2 separate regions of the Pan troglodytes genome follow, and region 1 is linked to region 2. Evidence: chromatin contacts called from public Hi-C data. All regions are on one chromosome and are shown on one strand. The core of a region is the stretch at or near the end of the contact, and the rest is flanking DNA. Distances in the headings are between cores, read along the strand shown.

Evidence for each region. Hi-C and Micro-C count contacts between places; a contact is called where the count stands out from the background.
Region 1: a contact with region 2 is called in a Hi-C map of stem cell-derived neural progenitor cells, with 6 times the contacts expected there. The contact joins the enhancer-like site here to the promoter of SOX4 in region 2. A contact is called at or near these places in 1 of 7 Hi-C or Micro-C datasets (stem cell-derived neural progenitor cells) and 1 of 1 datasets of contacts at active chromatin or transcription factors (stem cell-derived excitatory neurons).

What each region holds. Positions count from the first base shown.
Region 1 is chr5:28,100,858-28,106,744 of NHGRI_mPanTro3-v2.0_pri, reverse strand. No RefSeq gene overlaps it. Among named protein-coding and RNA genes, the nearest start is that of PRL, 150 kb to the left of the region's middle. Within about 2 kb of position 4,219, at least 11 of the 24 cell types and tissues checked have an H3K27ac peak or open chromatin away from gene starts, as enhancers often do. A contact at or near this core is called in stem cell-derived neural progenitor cells, where this site is marked.
Region 2 is chr5:27,537,878-27,544,212 of NHGRI_mPanTro3-v2.0_pri, reverse strand. It overlaps SOX4 (SRY-box transcription factor 4), which reads right to left and starts at 2,118. Exons shown (of 1, transcript XM_527244.9): 1 at 1-2,118.

The sequences.
Region 1 (5,887 bases), core at 2,970-5,469, 560 kb before region 2:
ATGTCAAAGCCTAATGCACACTTTCTTGATAGCAGGACAACTCCCAGTTATAAAAACAAGAGCGGTAGTAGGAGTCACAGCACCAGCAGTGAAATTCTGCTGCACATTTAGAAAGTTCTAGGAGGGCTTTATGTTCATAATCTCATCTCACCCTCCCAAAGCCTCTGCATGGTAAGTATTATCATCACCCTTAGTTTATGAATGAGGAAGTTCAAGCTTAGGGAAGTTCACTGAAGTATCTCCAGTCCCACAGCTGGTGGATACAGGAGTGAGATGTACACTCAAGGTTGCCTAATTCCCAGGCCTGTGGTTTTTAGAGCATGATCCGTCCTGGTTTACTGCCTCCAAAACCATCCACCAACATATAAGGCCAACACCAGCTGCCCTACAACAAAGGAGAAAGGCAAGGAAAGGCCTCAAGTAGAGCAAGAGAAAGGAGGAAAAGGGTTCGTCCGGAACCTCTACAGTTGCAGATTAATTACTAACAGAGAAGGGGCTGGAGAGATAGGACAAAGGAAAGATCTGACCTAGTTTGTTGAAATAGCACAGTATTTACGTTGATTAAAAGAATATGCAAAAGATAACATGATGCACAGTGGCCGTGCTTCCAGAGTTACCATTTCACACGTTTTAAATTTTTTCCAGCTCTTCAAACAAAGAGGCTGGACTTCCTCTTTGCCCCTGGGCAACCAACACTAAAAAAAATAATTTTGAAGGTAAAAATTTTCCATTCTTCCTTTTTACATATTGAGCAATAAAATACCATTATATTTTAAGAAAGAGTAACAATCCTTGCTTTCCTCTTTGAGTTTTAAAATAAATTGTTCCGTGTCATCAATGAGAAAAGAAAATTTGGTTGATTAGCACTGAGTTCTCATCGCAAATAATTAATATTTATCCAACACTTTTTCTTAATTTTTATTGAATTGTTTGAAATCTTCCTCCTTTTTTAATACACTGATCTTCAGTAAACCTATAGGTGTAAATCACATCCTTAAAATATCAAAGGTAATGATTATAACTTGGGGTCTATAACCCACAGGCAAATCCAACCCCTTGCCTCTTTTTGTAAACAAAGTTTGATTGGAACACAGCCATACTCACTCATTTACTACTGTCTACGGCTGCTTTTTAGCTACACCAGCCAAGTTCAGTAGTTGCTATAGAAACCATACAGTCCACAAAGCCTGAAGTATTTACTATCTGGCCCTTTATAGAAAAACTTTGTTGATCCCTGCCCTATGCCATTGATACATCCACAGATAGAAGACTTCATTATTCCTCTTAACATCTGTCTTCTGGATACTCATCAATTCACTCATTCATTCATTTGTTAATCAACTAATGTCTGTGAAACATCTTCTGTGCCCCTGGCACATAGATGAAGAATGGGTTAGAGACTAGTGGGGAAACAGACTAAAGAATACCACCAGGTGATGGCTGGTCTAATAAGACAGGAGCCTGGTAGAAAGGAAGCCCAGGAGGCATCAGGCTGAGGGAATCAGATAAGGTCTCCGGCAGTATACAGTTTGGGTGCTTCAGGTATTATGGTTGAGATACTATTACCCATTTTAACAGTGATGTCAAAAATCACTGGTTTACATTATGCTTTTATGACTTCACAAAAGGCACATTCTGACTTACTGATAGATCTTTAATATTATAAAAGTGTTGAGACAGTTTGGAAGAGATGTAGCTTCTCTGTGACATCAGGAGAGCTGATCATCTCCAAGCATCTGATAGTAAGGGCACCAGTTCTTCCCCGAAGTTGTAAGGACTAAGTAACATTAGGTGTCAGACAGAATACAGTCAGGGAAACTATCCAACACAAGATTCACCTGCGCTTCGTGGCCCACCACAATCAACTGCTTATATTCCCTTTTTTGTTTACCCACCAATCCCACCAAAACCTCATTGGTCTATGTTGAACCTTATAACTGGAGAAGTTAGCCTCATGTGTGAGCAGAAAATAAATACCTAATAAATAAATGATTGATGCAATCAGTGAGGATGATCGCTCCTTTGGTGTTTTAATGAATGGCAAAGGATGAAATGAATACTATGACATACACTGTCTAAGTGAATATCTAGGATTCAAGCTTAAGTATAAGCTTAAGCTTAGCTAAGTCAGCATAAATGACATTTTAAAATATGCTTGCTTTGTTTTTGTTTTTGACTTATTGAATACCTACCTCCCTGGTAATGGATAAAAACAATGGGAAATTCTTAGCAACCTAAACAGCCAAATAAGACTTATATTGAACTATTATAATGTGATCAATTTATTTTTAATCAAACAATAAACATTTGATTGGACTGGGTACCTGGAAACAGGCTGTGCTTTACATACAAATTAGCCATATGTTTATTAAAGAATGTTAATAAAAGTATGTTGACATTTTTCCTTTCTTAAGTGATTTTAAAGTGACATTTTATTTCTATATATTTGCATTTAAATATTTAAATAATTGTCCATTGACCTAAGCAAAATAAATACTGCAAAAGAAAACCAAAAAATGTTCACTTATTAAAACAACAAAGAAATTGCTTCATTTTGGAAGGAGAAGTACCCCAGATAATCTTTTATTCAACAAATATAAATTGACATTTTATTCAATTATGAAAGATTGCTAGTGTAGTTGGAAACCTTTACAATAAATGTTTGGGGACTCTCAAAGCCAGTGAGGGTATGATCTATCAATTACAACATCAGAAAATATACTCTATTTTAGCTTGATAAGATTTATAGGCTGAAATGTAAACACTCCTGGATTTAAAAAATGTATATATGATTGATAGATTTCTTGGCTCTGATACCATTAGAGGATTTGTTTTGTTTTGACTGTAGTCTCTGCTATAAGTAGGAATCACTGTTTTAAAGCATTATGTATCTAAATAGTTCCAAATATTTTTAAAAATGTAAATGAAAAGAAAAATCTACACCTAAATTTTCTCTTGCCTTTTTCACGTGGGCAAAAAAAAAAAAAAAAAAAACTAATGTGACAAGTTTACAAGAATCTCTATTATTCTTCTCCTTTATGTAGCCCAGTTTCTTTTTTACTTGTGATAGCCCAGGGTGTTCTCACAAAAATTAATTTCAAATCTAAAAGGCAAGGATAATCACTACTTTCAGCAGTAAAAGGTAACAGAAAGAAATTGCAGTTTAAGCACAGTTAGCATATAATTAAGAACAAGAAAAATTAAAGTATTCTTAAATATGTGTTGCTTTAATTTTTCTCCTGATGGCTTTTCAGATTACCTTAAAAAGATCTATCAAGACTCCTCCTCTAGAAAAGATCTATTAAAAGCCACAGACACTTGGAGATCCACGAGAAGGAAAAAAATGGGTCATCTTATAAAATTGATTATGTGAGTTGTCTACATGCAGTGCATATGTCAGCAACAAGGAAAACAACCTCCAGATACATTCTGCAGGCAGATTTTCTTCTGGAGAAAAACCTATGTTTTCCTATACATTGTGAAGCCAACAGGGTAGGGTAGGAGCAGTTCAGTTTCATCCATAAGCATCCACATCAGGCTGGTTTTTGAAAAGAGAGCCAAACCCACAATACCCCAGAAAATAATATTTTGTAATAACAAAAATGGTATATATATATTTTTCCTATCTAAATCTGGAATCCTGACCACCTTGTTTTAAACAAGACAGAGATTGCAAGCTTCAATCTGTTTGGATAGAAAAGAATTTATATAAATGTTTTGTTCAAGCCCAAAAGGGAAAGAGAGTTTAAATATACAGTGCATGAAAGATGCACGCCCAACTTCAAAACAGCTTAGTGCACAGAAGAGGAAAAATAATCTAACCTTCTGTTAGTCATTCCCAACAGTTTTTAAGCTTAAATATCTTGCAATTTGTGACATCGTTTCAGTGACCCCAACAGTGAGAGATTAACCAAAATTTCATAACTGCCCTGCCCTCCTCCCCTCATGCATCTTGAGGGGAGGGGGAGAGAACAAGAAGGTCAAAGAACAAATGGAAACAAAATCTGTGTTTTGCACTCTTTCTCTGCACTTGAGAAAGAAAAGGAGGCACATAAATCTGTATAATACTAAACCAAATCTCTTTAATTCCAGTCAGCTTTTATCATTCAGCCACTGAGTCTGTGTGTGGAAAAATTCATGCTAATTCCCCCTAGCAACAGCCTCAGCCTATCAGGAGACTTTATGTACCATGCAGCTGCCAGCCAGAGAGAATAACTCTAAGTAGGTCAGGCCTGTATTTCTAAAAATGCTACGGTCTAGTAACCCCACTGTCCCGTCTGTCTGCCCTGCCCCATAATAACCTCAATTGCTTGGTGACACAATGACATACTATCCTGTTAGAGTGCAATCACATCATGCTACATTATTCTGCTGCGAGCATGACTGCTGGGTGAAGGACCCTCGGAGGGGCAGCATTAATCAGGCGGGCATTCATGTCCAGCAGCACTTCGCTCTAGAAATGGGGACTGCATTAATGACCAGCTGTTTGAACTAACACAAACAAAATAATGTCTTCCACCCTGTTGGGTGCACAGAATACACTATTCTGATCTGGCAGGTTCCGCTTCTTGACTAAATCGAAGATGTAAATTAAACGGGCTCAGACAATGTCAGTTTTGGCAACCTCAAAGTGAGTATATTTAAATTATATTACATGTGATTCAAAAAGCTATTGATTTAATATATGCAGCTTTCCATGCTACAATTTTCCCTAATCCACATTTTAAAAAAAGAAAAATGCATACATGGGTAATGCAATACATATGCACATATTACCCAGCAAGCTAAACACACAGAGCTGAACTAAAATTGACTTCTCTTTGGGCAGAGAAACAAAGCAGGTCAGGAGTAATTGTGCAGCATGAACACAGATACAAACAGAAAATGAATGCCATGGAGGAGCACTGAAAACAAATAAGAGTAAACATTCTAAGCCTACGGACCAATCAGCTCCTCCCACTGTCTCTTTGTGGAGGCTGTAGTAGCACCCAAATCTCCAAGCACAAGAGACAAGGGAGGGAAGTGAACGTGGCCTTGAAATCTCAACAACTGTGGTACCCTGACTTCCCATAACGATTACTGACTAGCTGCTGTTTGGCTTCAAGACAACAAAAGCTCCTTCAAGGTTTAAACTCGGGAGATCACCAAAAATCAAAACTCCTTAGTTGTTTTTTAAATTCTAAAGTGGGAATTTTAGAATTTAATTTACCCTATTTACTCGAATGTAACTTTTGACTTCTCTCTATTGAAATGCACAAAAACAAACAAAAAAATTTATGTGTGGATACAGAGATAGGAGACTGGCAGTGCCATTTTTGGCTATTTAGTAAAACATCTTGTACTGATAGAGCTTGCATTGATATTTTCTCGCATGGTTAATTTGCATGTTTAAGCGTTCACAGTTTCATTTAATGAACATATCCCCCGACAAATTGATAATTCAGCCTTCAATTATGCAGAATTCAGTTAAGTCTTATCTGTGTAATCCATCAGTATTTGATTTACAAACAGAAAATTTCTTAATCCATTTGCCCTTGTTTGAACTGGGTTTGATAACTTAGTTATGACTATCTTCTTCACTTTGTGGCACACATCACATAGTTATTCTTGGATAGGATACAGTCACTGACGCAACCATGAACCGCTAATTACAAGCTGGTGACATTCTGCTTGTCTATGCAGCTTTGAAGTTCTAAGGCTGTTTTTCTCTTGTGCGCTTGCTCTGTTTCATTCTCTTCTCCTCATGCCACCCACCCCCAATCACTTACTCTCTCTTTCCTCTTTTCACTTTAAAGCCTTTCTGGATTCACTCTAGGACTATCTGGAGAAAGAGGTAAGAATGATCAGATTCTGTAACTTATTGCTTTTCCTTTCCTTCTGTACTATC
Region 2 (6,335 bases), core at 869-3,368:
GCGGCCTCCCAGGCAACTCTTTTTTTTTTTTTTTTTTTTTCTTTTTCCCTGAAGCAGTTGATTCCAGTTCACGAGCGCTCTCGGTAGCTCAGGAAAGCGACATAGTCTCTAGCACTTAGTCCCTCTCCTACAATGCAAAGCAAAAAAGACTGTGGCTCCAGGACTCTCTGTGGGCGGAATCGGCACTAAGGAGTTTGTGCAATTATTTTGTTGCAAGGTAGGAAGCCAAAAAGCCTGCATGCAACAGACTGGCATGAATAAATGTATGTTTCCCCCTCCCTTCTGCAAGAAGGGAGCTGGTAATGGCAGGAGTTCCTCCAGTGCAGACTCTTAAAGAGCGTGCAAGAACTAGAGACCCGACAGCGAAACAGGCCTCTTCCCCTCACACACAGTTTCTCTTGCTGCAGCTTAGAGCAGACCCCAATTCCGCCTCGCGCCTCTTTATCCTTTCACAGTCTTGGCTGCAGCCAATCAGCTGCTGTAACCAACGCTTCCTCATGCCAAACCCCTCCCCCGGGCTTCCCATTGGCTTGGAACCCGATGCAATAATAATCTCCGCGTGCAATGAGAAGCTCCAAATCTGACCTCATTCCAATTTACAGAGCAAACTTTTTAAAAGGGCTAGAAGTACAGCTGAGATTTCTGCTGCCTCTTTTTTCCTTTTGCTGTGTGTGTGTGCGCGCGTGTGTGTGCGCGCGTGCGTGTGTGTATAGTGTGTGAAGAGGATGTTAATGCATGAAATTATTAAGGGGAGAGACGGAAATGTATTCTAACCATTATGTTAGATAACAAGGGGCTTGGAACGGGGCGGGGTAAGGGTGAAATACTGTAAATGGAAGCTTTCTGCTTAAAAGCCAAGTGATTATTTTTATTAGTTCTTTTCAGCATTGGAATAAAGAATCAGCCTCTGGTGCAAAATCTGTTCCCCAGCTCTTTCTTAAAGCCAAAGCTGTAAAGGGGAAGAGAAAGCCACAAAACAATAAATCAATGGATATTGAAAACCATTAAGAAAGTGGTACCTGGACACCTGTCATCACAATTATTTTAACAACTCTAGGTACAGCACAGATGTTGATGTATTGTGTAAATCCCTTCAGAACCGTTTTTGTGCTGTTTGTGGAAGGCAGGGAAGAGGACTTTGCAATAATTGCTTACTCTCTTAACCAAGCAAGGGTCAACTATGGTTATTTAATGATTTAAACTCCCTGTAAATCCTGCATAGCCCAAACGGGGGAGCTTTCCCTTGAAACACATTAGGTAGTGCTCCGTAATTACCTCAATAGGCAGATTTCCAGAGTTTTGTATAGGATGTATAATGGCATGTAAAGGATGGAAATCGGTTTTACTTTCTAAATATTTGTTTTCCCTGTTTTCAAAATTAAAGATTGCTTCACTCTCTTCCCTCTCCTCCTCCCAAAGCCATCTTCCTCCTTTCCTTCTTATATATTTCCTCTTATCTGTTACTTGAATCGAAGGGAACTGAAAAATCAAGGCAAAGAGAAACTGTAGAAGGAGGTGATAACTGGTAGCAGAAGAGAATGGGGCCTCCGGATTCATAGTAGACCTGGCTGCTAATCCTTCTTAATGGTTTGTAACTATGGGGATGTGGCCAAGTCTCAGTTTTCCTCATCTATTATATGGGAACACTAGGAGCTACTTTATAGAGGGTTTTTATGAGGGTTCAATGAATTTGTGACTATGAAGCACCTGATGTATTGTAAGCCCTCAATGAATACTAATACCTTCCTTTCTAATTCAGATGCCAGACACACTCCTAGTAAAAGCTGCATGTTGTTCAAGAGGCTAAAACAGAATAGCCACTTATGTAAAAAAGTAATAACAGGCGGGACGCGGTGGCTCATGCCTGTAATCCCAGCACTTTGGGAGGCTAAGGTGGGTGGATCACTTCAGGTCAGGAGTTCGAGACCAGCCTGGTCAACATGGTGAAACCCTGTCTCTACTAAAAATTAAAAAATTAAAAAATTAGCTGGGCAGGGATGCATGCACCTGTAATTCCAGCTACTCGAGAAGCTAAGGCGGGAGAATTGCTTGAACCCAGGAGGTTGCAGTGAGCTAAGATTGAGCCACTGCACTCCAGTGTGGGTGATAGAGTGTGACTATCTCAAAAAAAAAAAAAAAAGTAATCACAGATCATTGATGTGAACCATAGAAGGACAATAGTGGCAACCCTGCCATTCCATTGATTTTAAAAGAAAGAAACTCCATGAAGAATACTAAGAAGAATGTGGCAAAGAAAGGATGCCAAGGTATTCAAAATAAACGTTGGCTACAGAAATTACTTGTTTTCCAATGTCTGAAAATTAGAATTGTAGTAAAAATCAGCTTTCCTTAACACTATAATAGGAAACTAATATTCTTCAGGCTAACCATAAGTGGTTAGGTAAAGTCAATCCAAAATAATTAAGTCAGCTTTTGATTCAGATTAAACTAGTGCTGGGTAGTAAATTTCTATGTATCTTGTCAAACTTTTAAAGTATGTAGGCTGGCAATAGGCCCAGGTTGTCAGACTTAGAATTTTACTGGAAAGAACACCCTATGTAGCCATCTGACTGGATCTGTAAGGATCAACCACAAGCAAAACTGTTTTTGTGGGTAAAAGCAAATAATTTTTGACGATTAGCTACTTGTATTACATAATTTTTTTAAAAAAGGAGAAACAAATCCTTAAAAAAAGAAAAACCCAAACCAAAAACACACAGGCACCTTTTTTGCATAACAGTGTTGCTGTGTTATATACTTCATTTTCTCTGGTGTGCATAGAAACACATCCTTAAATGTTACCAATCTGACAAAAAAAAATTATTTTAAGAGGGCTGTTATCTATAAGATCAATATTTTCACTAGGATAAAAAAGAATATTTATTTTTGAATTTGTACTAATGATTTGAGGGTGTAGCTAGTTTGATAATTCAGTCAAGTTGAGTATCAACATTATTGATTATATTTCTCAGTCATTTATGCTTCCATCATCGAATATGATAGGGAAGAGTGGAAGTTAAAGCAGTCATATATGTTTCTGCTTAAAACACATGGATTTTTTAAAGGGTGTACTAAAACACAGCCACTGGCCTCATTCTTTTGTTACATGTATTTTCTGTATTTCAACAAATCCAACAAATTTTAAGACACACCATTATATTACATTCCACCAAGGAAGAAAGCTGCCAATGAAACTGTGATATCCCCCTAGATGTAGGATGCCTCCTTATTTCAGGAAGAGTTGAAATGAAAAGAAAAATTTCCTCTTAGACTTGATGAAATATGGTATCAGTAACTTCCATTGACTTTATAATTACTGTATATATATTTATATATTACACAAGTGCCTAGACTTCTGAAATAGATCTGTTCTAATGGGTTAGTTCTCTTAGAATGTAAGAAAACATATGACGAATGCCCTTTTATTAAAGTCATCTTTGTGACCAACTAAGTGTGTGCACACTGGAATGTGTTGGACCTCTCAATACCAAATAATGAGAAAAGATTTCTCCCTTCTCATTCCCTAACTTCCTATGCTCTGTAATCAGTTCTCCATTACTGACATTTTTTTCCCCAAATACCAGATATTTGGTGGCCCCTACTAAATCAGTACGCAGTGTTCCCTCTGCTGGCTTTGCAGTACATGAAGTAATTCTTAATGCTAGTCTTTTAGCTGTATTAAGAGAAAGCCAAGATAATTTTGCAGAAAAAAAAAATCCTGGTTTAGAATAATAAACTGTCTTTGTTAGCAATGATGTTAGACATTTCCAATTTTGAATTAGGTATTTTATTTTATTCCCTTAAATGATGGAATTCCATTTGAGATGTAAGTGTAATATCTGCTAATGCATTTCTTCTGCTCTCACACATCTACACAACATAAAATCTCACATCCATACAATGGTATGGGGCATAGATGAAATAAGATTCTATTCCACTGCTTAATATATTCCTTTGGCATGGAGGGAGGGACCTGAATGGAAATTAGTTTAACAAATCTGGATTTGCACTGATTTGCAAGATTTTGCCTTGCCTTGGTTATAGAAACTATGATTGTAGGCGCTAGTCAGACCTGACAAGTATTCAGTTCAAATAAAATAAAGAGGAGGAAAAACTGTGTAGTTGTTACTTTACCTGACAAGGAAGAAGCCCTGGGAAATCTGATGTCATTGGCCTTTGTCAACTGAAAGGCGCCAGTTTTTTTGGGTCCACACTTTATGGAAAAGAAGCCTCCATGTGAGGCTGATTTACTTCTCAGTCAAGTAGACAAACATAACTTGCACTTCATCCTTTTGGGCTGATGACATTGCATTGTAACTGGGCTCAGCGCGTAATGGGGGTGGGGGTGCGTGCATTGAAAAATAATATATGGAAATAACTCATATTTGCAAAATATCAAAATAGGATTCTGGGGTAAATGAAACCTAGCATTTATTTTTATCACTAGAATAAGCTAAGAGTTAAGAAACCTGCATTTGTAACAATTGTACCATTTTCCTCTCATAACCAGTGACTAGCACACAGTAGGCTTAAGCTGTTCATGCCAATGCCAACTCATTATTCCTTTCCTTCGATTTTCTCAAGAAAACAAGCAGAAGACGAATGTTTGCAGGGCCACTTGGATTGCAAGCATGAATACAGGCTTCTGCTTCTATTCTAGAGGCAGAGAGGCACGGCACCCGGGGAGAGCCTGGGTTTGTCTGCAGCCAGCCGGCTCCCAATCTGGGGAGAAGCAGCCGCCAGGTGGCATCGCTGAGCCTCCCTGCGCCCGCGAGGCGAGGTAGGAAATCGTGGGGATAGTCAGTCTTCTTTCTTCTCCCCCTTCCTCCTCTCCCGACCCCCCTACCACTCCCTACCACTGTACCTTCTTTAGTTAGAGGCTTAAACGCTCAACGAGTAACAGGGTATGTCGATGAATTCTGATTTTTTTTCATAAATCAAAGTTTAGGGCAACCACCCGCCGCCTCCTGCTCACTTGTCAGGAGCTCCGGGTGACTGGGGAAGCCTAGACCAGCTTCCTGTCTGGATCAGGTAACCCAAGTCGGGGGATTATCAATTTCAGTTTCCCTGTCTTCTTGCTAAAGTGAATGCAGTTTCTCCGGCTTCCGAGAGCGGCTGCAGAGAAACGACGCGCCTTACTTAAGGACGCCAGTGCAAAGGCCACTCCCTACTCAAAAAAAAAAAAAAAAAAAAAAAAAAAGAGGTTTCCTTCAGGCAGAACGCCTTCCGGAGCGCAGCGACTCGGTCTCGCAGGCACAGCGCTCTCCCTGGCTTAAGCTCGCCGAGGATTAATGGTGCTCAGCCTCGCTCCGCCGCGGCAGCCGAACCTCTCCTTTCGCTTACAGTTACAGGGAGGAAATAAATTGGAATCGACTCAGACTGTGCTTTCTGGAGGAAAGTCCTTCCTACTGTAAACATGTTTCAGGCGATCCTGTCAGCAGCATTTTAACACCCGTCTTCCGTTTAGGTTTTACGACCGGGGAAGGAGCTGAAGACACGCGCGCGCACACACACACAAACGCGCGCGCACACGCAGCCCAAGCGAGGACACCTCCCGCACCCTCGCGGGCTCCCAGCCCTCCTTTGAATTTGCAACCGGTCGCGGATAGGTTGGGGGGGTCGTTTCCCAGGAGCTTGGCTCCTCTATCCTCCTACCTCATCCCCTGGCCCTTGGAGATGCTGTCCAGTTCCGTCACTGACCAGAACTGACAGCCACTTGGCCCCCTGCTCTCTTGGGTGCCCAGCATCCTTTGCTCTGGACGACTAAATGCTCTCTGTGAGCCTTGCTTGGATGGTACGGTGCGCGCTGTGCGTGTGGGACCCACTCTTCGGCAGGCACACGACCTTCGTACACCGGCTGGGCAACCACCCACTTCATCCCCTCCCCGGACCCCGCAGGCTGAGGCCCCATTGAGAGCGCAGCTGCAGCGTCTCTTTCAGGAGGGCAGAGCAGGCTGCGCGTGCACGGCGCGCGGGGGGAGGAAAAGGGCTGAGAGCTGAGGGAAGTCGACAATTGATTGCACCCCAGTCTTCAAGCGTCCCTTCTCCGCGGATCACGGAGGGACAGACGTGCATTGGCGCCTTCCCTCGATCCCTCGCTCGTGCAGGAAAGACTGGACGGTGGGGGCTCTCTGAGTTTGCGAGGGCCACGGAGGCGCCCCAGGGTGCCAGGCGCCCTTGTCAAGGGCCGCGCCCGAAGCTCCAGATTCAGTCCCCAGCACCTGTAGGAGGCGGTTTCGGGTCTGAGAGAAGGGAACATATGGCAGGTAGTTAACAGGGAGAGGCTGCGCTCTGGGCGCAGTTACGAGGAAGCCAAGCTCTGCGGAAGGTCTCGG